Linked DNA regions of Arabidopsis thaliana: region 2 is linked to region 1. Evidence: chromatin contacts called from public ChIA-PET data. All regions are on one chromosome and are shown on one strand. The core of a region is the stretch at or near the end of the contact, and the rest is flanking DNA. Distances in the headings are between cores, read along the strand shown.

Region 1 (5,038 bases), core at 433-2,932:
TTCAAGAATCGAACCAGAGTGATTATCCATGTAAAGAAGAAGCAAAAGAGAAGTCTTACTTTGTAGATTTGCTTGAAATGTCGTTAACAGTGAAATCAATGAGACGAATTAGACCCAAGTTCTGGATCTTCCCAGAAATGATTTCAGGTGTGAGTGAAGCAGTAAACATTGCTTTGACTTTCGTCTTTCCGTCATTTGCACTAAATCTGTCAACCAAAATCAAAACAGATCCATCAGAACAAAATCGGTAACTAAAACCCAAAACTAGGCAATATACAAACTATTATCAACAAACCCAGATCTCTTCTATCATAGAGTCATCAAAGTCGTTGCATATCATAATCTAGCTATACAATTGTGATTGAGAGAATATAACACTGACCTAAAGCTGGAACAAGCGAGATTTAAGAAATCAAGTAAAACCCAGATCATGAAAAGCCAAGGAAACTTACGTATAGCGATTGCCGATAGGTTTAAGATCCACAACTTGAACAACGATCTCAGATCGATCGGAAGACGAATCAAAGGATGGGTTTGACAAAACGGTGGAGATGGCATCTGGGGTCACCGAAGTCTGCATCTTTCTCTCTAGATATTGAAAAATGAAACGTTTGGTTTCTCTTTAATCAGAATGGTGAAAACTAAAAGCCGTGAGATAGTGAGAAGAATGAGAGAGAGGTACGAGGGTTTTTGTAAAGGAGAGAGCTTTAAGCGGGAGCTATTAAATTCGATTAATTGTTCCCCCGCCGATTTCAATTTCTATTTTTTTGGCAAAAAACTCTTACCGCTTCTTTTCAGTATCTTTCCATTTTTTTGGCGCATTTTGTTTTGTTTGATAATGGACTTTGTATGCGAAAGAAACTGTGTTACAAAAGCCTTTCACTTCAGGCCCATAGTTTATGGTTTTGTTTTTATGTGTGGGTCTTGAATCCACCGTATCACACGTTATGATTCATAAATATCTAAAATTTATTTCCAACAAATACAATTTTTTTGTTTCTTAAAGAACACATACGATATTATTATTTCAGAAAAAGATTAAATACAAAATCCCCAGGATCAAAATCAAACACCAATTCCAGATTAAACAATATCAACAATCTTTAATGTTTTTGACTTTTTTTTTTCTCTGAATGTTTTTGACAATTGAAAAAAATAATTCTACGCATTGCGTGAGGCAAACATTTAAAATTTTAATTTATATAAAGAGAAAATTTATACTTCTTGACTTGGGAAAAAAAAACTTGCTGAGGTCCTTACTTGATATGAGCTGTCAACTACTAGTGTGAGCCGTACAAATATAATCGGACGGTTCAGATCAATACATTGCGAGCCAGTCAAACTTCAAGTATTGACTAATCAACATCAACGTTTATTACACTAATTTATTATTGTACCCCTTATTTTCCAAAAACATAATACTTTTATCCCTATTGTATCCAATAGCTCTAAAAAAATCCACCATAAAATGTGTTTAATGAAATTCGATTATCTCTGACGACAACATTATCAAAAATCAAGACAAGAGATAGAACATAAAATGTTCAAATTCGTAAAAGTAATTGAAACAAATTAAATTCATTTCGAAGTTTATTAATTACATTTTGACCCCCAAATTTAAGTTAATTAGACTTACCATCCCCATGGTTTTCGTCCCGCCATATGGGGAAGTCAATGGACGAATCAATCTCAATTAGATTCGGGGCGGCCCAAAAATTTATCATTTTCTAAACCTTTCGTAATCTACGAAATTACGGGATCGCCTTCGTTGGAATACTAATTCCATTTTTCAACTTTGTTTTTATAAATACAGTTTACGTGCACCACAACTTTTCTTCTTTCCCTTCTTCTTCCCCAATAATCTCGCTGAAACTCTCTTGCTCTTGCTTCTAAAAATCTGTTCTTTGAGACTTTGATCACACAGTTATCAAAATCATAATCTCTTCTTTCCTGGTTTTTTTTTTTTTCTTCTTCTTCTTCCCGTTTCACGGTACGTTTACTCTGTTCGATCACCGAGTGTATGATAAAATGTTTCTGTGAAATCAAATAACATATCACTTTCTAATAAACATCAAAATTTCTCCTTTTTTACAGAAACAAGAAGTTTTTTTGGGAAAGCCGTTGACTTGACTTTTTCTTTGGGGTGTTGTGTGGGAGCTTATAGTATGGTACCATAAGTGGGAGCTTATAGTTTGGGGTGTTGTGTGGGAGCTTATAGTATGAGGAAAAATGTTAGATTTGAAGAATGCTTCACTGATTTTTTACCATAAGTATGTCAACTGGATTAAGCTTAAGTAGTAATGGTTTTTACTATGTTCATGTGGGGATTTCTCTTCCTCTCTGTTTACTTCATTCCGAGATGACTTGAGATTTTTTCAAAGTATAGTTCTTGGAGTTAAGCTTACCTAGTAATCACTTTATATAACATCCCTTCGTTTACATTTGTGCTTTCACCTGGAAACACTTTAGACTTTTCTCTCTTCTGCCGTGTGTATTTAGTTGTCTAGTCAAATTTAAGTTGAGTTTAGGCTCTAGTCTTTGGTTTTGGTTATGGCAGAGTTTGATTCCAAGGTTCCTGTTTCCGGAATGAACAATCATGTCTTTGAGGCATGTCACCATGTTGTTAAGGCACTGAGGGCATCTGATAACAACCTGGATGCCAATTTGAGAAAGCTCCTAAGTGACCTAGAGATGCATTTGTCAACATTTGGGATTGCTGATACCAAAGTTGAAGATGCAGGATTCTCTGAGATCAAGAAGAGATTCAAAGAAGCTGTGAAGAGAATCCGCAGTTGGGAGACAAACCAGTCGACGATGTTTGAAGCTGGTCTGTCTGAAGCTGATCAGTTCTTTCAAGCCCTGTATGACGTTCAAACAGTTCTTGTGGGTTTCAAAGCTTTGCCCATGAAAACTAACCAGATGGAGAAAGATGTTTACAACCAAGCTACGGTTGCTCTTGACATCGCGATGTTGAGGCTTGAGAAAGAGCTCTGTGATGTTCTGCATCAGCACAAACGGCATGTACAGCCTGATTACTTGGCTGTTAGTTCCCGTAGAAAAGATATTGTGTACGACGAGTCCTTTGTCTCCCTAGATGATGAAGTTATTGTCGAAGCTTCTTCACATGAAGATGATGAACAGATATCGGACTTTTATAATTCTGATTTGGTTGATCCCATCGTACTTCCTCACATCAAAGCTATTGCAAACGCCATGTTTGCTTGCGAGTATGATCAACCATTCTGTGAAGCTTTCATCGGCGTTCAAAGAGAAGCTCTGGAGGAGTATATGGTTACTCTCGAAATGGAAAGATTCAGCTGCGTTGATGTTCTCAGAATGGACTGGGAGGATTTGAATGGTGCAATGAGAAAATGGACAAAGGTTGTTAAGATCATTACTCAGGTCTATCTCGCCAGTGAAAAACAGCTATGTGATCAGATTTTGGGAGACTTTGAGTCAATTTCTACAGCTTGCTTCATTGAAATCTCAAAAGATGCAATTCTATCACTCCTCAACTTTGGAGAAGCTGTGGTGCTGAGATCTTGCAAGCCAGAAATGCTTGAGCGCTTCCTTAGTATGTATGAGGTTTCAGCAGAGATTCTCGTGGATGTCGATAACCTCTTCCCCGATGAAACAGGCTCGTCTTTAAGAATTGCATTTCACAACCTGTCAAAAAAACTAGCTGATCATACAACCACAACCTTCTTAAAGTTCAAAGACGCAATAGCCTCAGATGAATCCACACGCCCCTTTCATGGAGGCGGGATTCATCACCTGACCAGGTATGTAATGAACTACTTGAAGCTTCTCCCGGAGTATACCGACTCACTAAACTCACTGCTTCAGAACATACACGTTGACGACTCCATCCCCGAGAAAACAGGAGAAGATGTCCTCCCTTCGACATTCTCTCCAATGGCTAGACACCTCAGGTCAATCGTCACAACTCTAGAATCCAGCCTTGAGCGAAAAGCTCAGCTGTACGCAGACGAAGCACTGAAATCCATTTTCCTGATGAACAACTTCCGTTACATGGTCCAGAAGGTAAAGGGATCAGAGCTGAGACGCTTGTTTGGAGACGAATGGATCAGGAAGCACATTGCAAGCTACCAATGCAATGTCACTAACTACGAGAGATCCACATGGAGCTCCATACTCGCTTTGCTCAGAGACAACAACGACTCTGTAAGAACCCTGAGAGAAAGATGCAGACTTTTCAGCCTTGCATTTGATGATGTTTACAAGAACCAAACCCGTTGGTCAGTCCCTGATTCAGAGCTCCGCGATGATCTTCACATCTCGACCTCTGTCAAGGTTGTTCAGTCTTACAGAGGATTTCTTGGAAGAAATGCAGTTCGCATAGGCGAAAAACACATCCGATACACTTGTGAAGACATTGAGAATATGCTCCTTGATCTCTTTGAATGTTTGCCATCTCCAAGATCACTGCGCAGCTCTCGTAAGAGATGATGATGATGATGACTTGAGCCTAATGGACTCCATCTTTGTTCTTTTGATCTTTTGTTATTTACTCACTTATGCAATGTTTTGTGATTGCTTACATGCAAATAAAGTTGTAGAATTTTTATACTCCATTGTGGGGATGTAATAGTAATTGGCTATCTTGTCACTATGTCATCTTTGACATGCTTAATACAAATTCAATGTTTAAGTCGGATTTAACATTTATAATGACGATGGTTTTTTGGTTAACTCTATGGACTCATCTGATTTAACTGAGGTATGGACTTGGGCTATTTGACTAGGAGATATCTTTGGTGACTTCTTACTACTACTCACCTCTGTATTCTCTGCTGGATTTTGGCATATGCAACAGCAAAGTGTTGTTGATGGAACAAGTGAAGGAAGTGAGCTAGCAGTGGAAAGAAGACTGGGCTGATTATGAATGTCAGTAATGACGTCTCTCCCCAGTCAAGAAGATAACTAGAGAATTATGCTTAGAAGATTTGATGGTAGCCTTGCTATTCTCCATCTATTCTCATCTTCGGAAAATTGTCTAAACTATAGTACCCTTATG
Region 2 (4,656 bases), core at 90-2,589, 36 kb after region 1:
TGTAATTTGGGACCCAAACCAAACTTTAATCTACTTTTTCTCTTTGCCACAAACATAGAAAACAAATTCTTGGTTTTGGTTCCATAAAATGCAAAACGTTTCTTTCAATTTCTTGATAAGGCCATTTGAATCAGAAGCATACCTGGCACTAGTAGGAAAGGCACAACCTGTATAACCTGTAAAAAACAAACACAGAAAATGTTAAGCCATTGGTTATTGTCCACAAATTTGAAAACTAGAAATATAGTCTTTATTATGCATTTGGCGTATCCATTTTGTCTCAGAATCTTGAATACCAAAGTCATTCACTAGTGACAAAAATAAAAACCTTCAACTTTCTGTAACTATCAATAATTAGACACCACATGAATCCTAACAAGCACTCCAAAAAGAGCAAGTTTCTTTAGCATTGGCCTAATGTAATATCAAAGAGCAGAACAAATGAGAATAGTTTAGAGAGACTAACTGGGATCGGAGTTAGTGGGAGTGGCAGTTCCATCGAAATTACAAGAGCCAGGAGATTGACCCTTCTTTTGGAAGAAGCTATTGACTGCATAGTTGCAATGAGACCTAACATTGTCAGGGTTGAAGCAAGATTGTTTTGGTTTAGTAGGATTACAATCTGCTCCATTTCCACAAGCATAGTCTAGGGTTGCCTGTAGCACTGTATCACTCAGCCCTGTCTTACACACACACCATGAGGCACCTACAAAGACCACAAGAAAGCCAAAATTAGAAAATAGATAGCTGCATCTTCCTTGTTCTATAATGTGAGAAGCCAACAAGATTTGGGTAAATCTTGGAATCACCTTTAAAAGGCAAGATTTACAAATATTAGGGTAAAAAAAGTAAGTAGGAAGTTGAGAGACAACAAGCAAATCAGAAGAAGAAAAAAATCAGTAAAGTTTTCTAGAAATTTGTGAACTATGCCAAGAAAAAACACTTTAAGAACAGAAAACAATTTTTTATTTTTTCATTCTTCAAAGGAACAGAACCTTTTTCAGACAAGAGCTAACTAAGAGTGAAAGAGATAAGAAGACTAAGCTAAGAAATCTGAAGAAGAGTGAAAGTTCTTACTAGAATGTCCAGCCAAGGATAGAAGGAGAAGTGAAAGCACCAGAGCAGCCATAGATGCGTTCAGACAAAATGTCACTGTTGTCTTTCTAGAAACAGAGAGAGAAAAGAATGGAGATAGAGAGATCTCTAGAGCAAGAAGAAGAAGAAGAAGAAGAAGAAGAGAAAGTGGAGAGACACAGAGAGAGATAGAGAGCAAGTAGAGAGAAAGAGGGGTGGTGAGATGAGAGAGTGGCTACTTGTTCTGTGTCTTCTTGTCTCTTCTCAAAACCCTTTTGAATGCTTTTTTACATCATTAAAGAACTTAGCTCGTGTAGACTTTTTTTGTACGTATATTTTTAGATTTAAATTAAAGACACATCGTATTATTGGTACTTCAAAATAATTTAAAATGACTTATTGTAAAAGGCAATTTTTTTATTTTTTGTGTTGCAGGATGAGATGTGAAAAAGCTGATTCAGAAAATCTTGTTCATGCTTGGGTCAGATTTGAATAATTTGTTTTGCAAAAAAAAGAAATAACAATAATTTGTTTACTGTGTATTGGCCATTCTAAATTTTATAAAATCGACATAATTACAGTAAAAAAAAAAGTATAATATTTTGTGTATTTTATTTTTAATTGTCTTGTTATTAATTCAAAAAAATTCTCTACCAATAATAATAAAAAAAGAATAATTTAGTCATGGTCCACAACTCCCCATGTAATAAACATAAAACGACGTCGATTTCGTGGACCCGTATCTTAGCGGGTCGGTGTACGGGCCTATTTGTTCAAGTATCTAACCGACGCCGTTTTAGAACGCAAGCGATCGCCTTCTTCCTCGGAGAGCCGACCAGAGGTGAAAACACCACAGAGGAGAAGAATCCTAAACGACACAAGTACAGGGATTTTGTCATGTTAGTTCAGCTTCCTCGCTTGACAAGCTCTCTTAGAGAGCCTTTCGACATCGATCAGGCTTACCTTCGCCGCAAAACTATACTCCAAACTCTTAATAAGCCTCGCAGGTCCGTTTTTTTCTTTCCGAACTGATTCCACTCGTTTACTAAGTTTTCAGCGAGTTCTATAGCATCTGTTTGGTGCTATATCGAATTTGATAGTTGTATAGTCTGGTGATCACAATGTCTAAGTAGAATTTGGAAAGCATTTGGAAATACTTGAATTGAATTGGACTATTGTGTTACTTGTGTTTGCCATTTCAGCTCCGGTAATCGCCTTGATGAATCTGACCTTGCTAAGAGGATAGTTCATCAATGGGAAGGAGGTGATTTTATGATGATATCTATTTTTTCCCAATTTCTCTATAAAAGATGGTGTTGTGTGTATATTGATTGGAATTGGTGTGACAGCTTCTCTCGAAGTGCGACAAGCATACAAGCAGTTTATTGGAGCTGTAGTGGAATTGATTGATCGGGAAGTTCCATCAGATGAGTTTCGCGAGGTTGCTTTTTCCGCTTATCGTCTGTTTAACAATCCAGTGGAGGAAGATGATAGTGATATCAATGATAATATAAGCATTTCCGGGAAGAAGTAAGTACTGTTAATTCTGTTTTTTCATTTTATGTATATTCGTTTATTTATCAACCATGCTGATGCAAGATTGTTGAAGATTATGAAAGTGGCCGAGATTTTTGCACTTCTTTATGGTGTTCAGAGATAATTGAGGCTTTCTTATATTCAACAGGTTAGAGTTGCAAAATCTTGTCGGGCATGCTGTCTCAGATGCTAATGTAAAAAACGTGGCCTCCTTTGCTCAGGCACTTTACTCAATACAGCCTACTCATCAGTCTGAGACATATGCTGATGAAGTTAATGGGGGAGCTGAGTTTGGTGCCGACCTTGTTTTCAATCTACCAGCTCGTTTTTTGGTGGAAGCATCTCTTGACGAAACTGGGTTTGTGGATGTAGAAAGCAATGATGCTCATACATCGTTTTCTGAAGGATGGAGTGGTGTTAGCGACACGAAAAATAATCTCAGTGCAGGAAAATTCAATTTAAGTTGGCTAAGAGATGCATGTGGTCGGATGGTTAGAGAAACCAATTCACAACTTTCCCGTGAAGAATTGGCTATGGCTATATGCAGATTTCTGGATTCGGATAAACCCGGTGAGGAGGTATGTTATTTTCGAACCTACTATACCTGTTCCTAGAGCATCATATTTGCAAGTGAAAGTAGATGAGATTTTAAATATTTGTTCTGCAGATAGCTGGGGATCTGCTGGATCTTGTTGGGGATGGTGCATTTGAGACTGTTCAAGACCTTATTATGGTAAGGCCTAAATTTGATATTGCTCTTTTTTCTGAAGTCTACGGACCTGTGGTGATACTTGGTACCTGATTTCCGTTAGATTCTACAGTATAGTATGCCTTTCTCATTAGTTACCATTACGTTTAAGTGGCATGCACAACTGTGTTTTTATGTTTTTGGATGAAATCACCATCTTTTAAGCCGACTTTATGGTGTATGGGTGTGCCTATATATAGTAAAAGAGTTGTTACTAAGGTCTATATTAAAATTATATTCTTCTTTCTAGTCTCTTAGAAATGTGAATGGTGTCTTGTATATTCCTTTTTCAGCATCGGAAAGAAATTGTTGATGCTATCCATCATGGCCAAATGATTCTCAAGTCTGACAAAGCAGCTTCAAACACCCAATCTCGGATGCCTACCTATGGAACACAGGTACATCTATTTGCCTGAGGCCTTCCCTTCTGATTTTGGGCACCATTCCTTTTCTATAGCCACAGTAATGATTGCACTCAGCCACCTTTCAGGTTACTGTTCAAACAGAGTCTGCAAAGCAAATTGAAAAACTTCGGCGTAAGGAGGAAAAGAAAAATAAACGAAATGCTGATCTTGGTTTAGAGAGTGAAATATCAGAGGCCAATTTTTCTTCTTTACTTGAGGCAAGTGAAAAGAAGACTGCATTTGAGGATCTGATTGGGTCTGGAGAAGCGAATTCTCTTGCACTTGCCCTTCCCCAAGGTACTGTAAGGAAGCACTTAAAAGGATATGAGGAAGTGTTTATCCCGCCAACCCCTACTGCACAAATGAAACCTGGCGAGAAGCTGGTACGTCTCATCCATATCCAGAGGCAGATGATAAATTTCTTTGAGTGACATTTTTTCATGCCGAGAAGTTATCGTCAAGTCTTTCTCCACACATTTGAATGGTTTTCTTATATAGATGGTATTGTAGCTTTTTTCTGTCAGATTGCATGCACTCTTAACTCTAAATTCTTGCTTGTTTCTAGATTGAGATAAAAGAGTTAGATGACTTTGCTCAAGCTGCTTTTCATGGTTACAAGTCTTTAAACCGTATTCAGAGTCGCATATTTCAGACAGTTTACCACACCAATGAGAATATATTGGTGAGTCATATGATTTTTTTTTGTCCATACTGCTACAATGCCAATTACGTAGTCAAGCATAACATGATTCTGAACTTTGCAGGTCTGTGCTCCAACAGGAGCTGGTAAAACAAATATAGCTATGATTTCTGTTCTACATGAGGTAAGTTTTTGATTTACCTGGTTGATATATTTTTGTCTGAATCTGTTTTTAATCACAGACCGTGCTGGAA

Evidence for each region. ChIA-PET counts read pairs in DNA pulled down with a chosen protein or histone mark.
Region 2: a contact with region 1 is called in an H3K4me3 ChIA-PET map of shoot, with 12 read pairs. The contact joins the promoter of PDCB1 here to the promoter of EXO70E2 in region 1. A contact is called at or near these places in 2 of 26 Hi-C or Micro-C datasets (root and vegetative nucleus), 1 of 2 datasets of contacts at active chromatin or transcription factors (shoot) and 1 of 3 other capture datasets (seedling).

What each region holds. Positions count from the first base shown.
Region 1 is chr5:24,552,062-24,557,099 of TAIR10.1, forward strand. It overlaps EXO70E2 (exocyst subunit exo70 family protein E2), which reads left to right and starts at 1,683. Exons shown (of 1, transcript NM_125494.3): 1 at 1,683-4,982. The coding sequence starts at 2,551. The coding sequence ends at 4,470. RPA70D (Replication factor-A protein 1-like protein) reads right to left here and starts at 794. Exons shown (of 11, transcript NM_125493.4): 1 at 453-794; 2 at 60-206. The coding sequence starts at 580. ECT3 (evolutionarily conserved C-terminal region 3) reads right to left here. Exons shown (of 7, transcript NM_180905.3): 7 at 4,933-5,038.
Region 2 is chr5:24,588,241-24,592,896 of TAIR10.1, forward strand. PDCB1 (plasmodesmata callose-binding protein 1) reads right to left here and starts at 1,340. Exons shown (of 4, transcript NM_125506.5): 1 at 1,078-1,340; 2 at 467-706; 3 at 143-176. The coding sequence starts at 1,129. AT5G61140 (U5 small nuclear ribonucleoprotein helicase) reads left to right here and starts at 1,666. Exons shown (of 49, transcript NM_001203655.2): 1 at 1,666-2,081; 2 at 2,277-2,338; 3 at 2,424-2,604; 4 at 2,759-3,188; 5 at 3,278-3,343; 6 at 3,652-3,756; 7 at 3,849-4,145; 8 at 4,328-4,444; 9 at 4,527-4,586. The coding sequence starts at 1,759.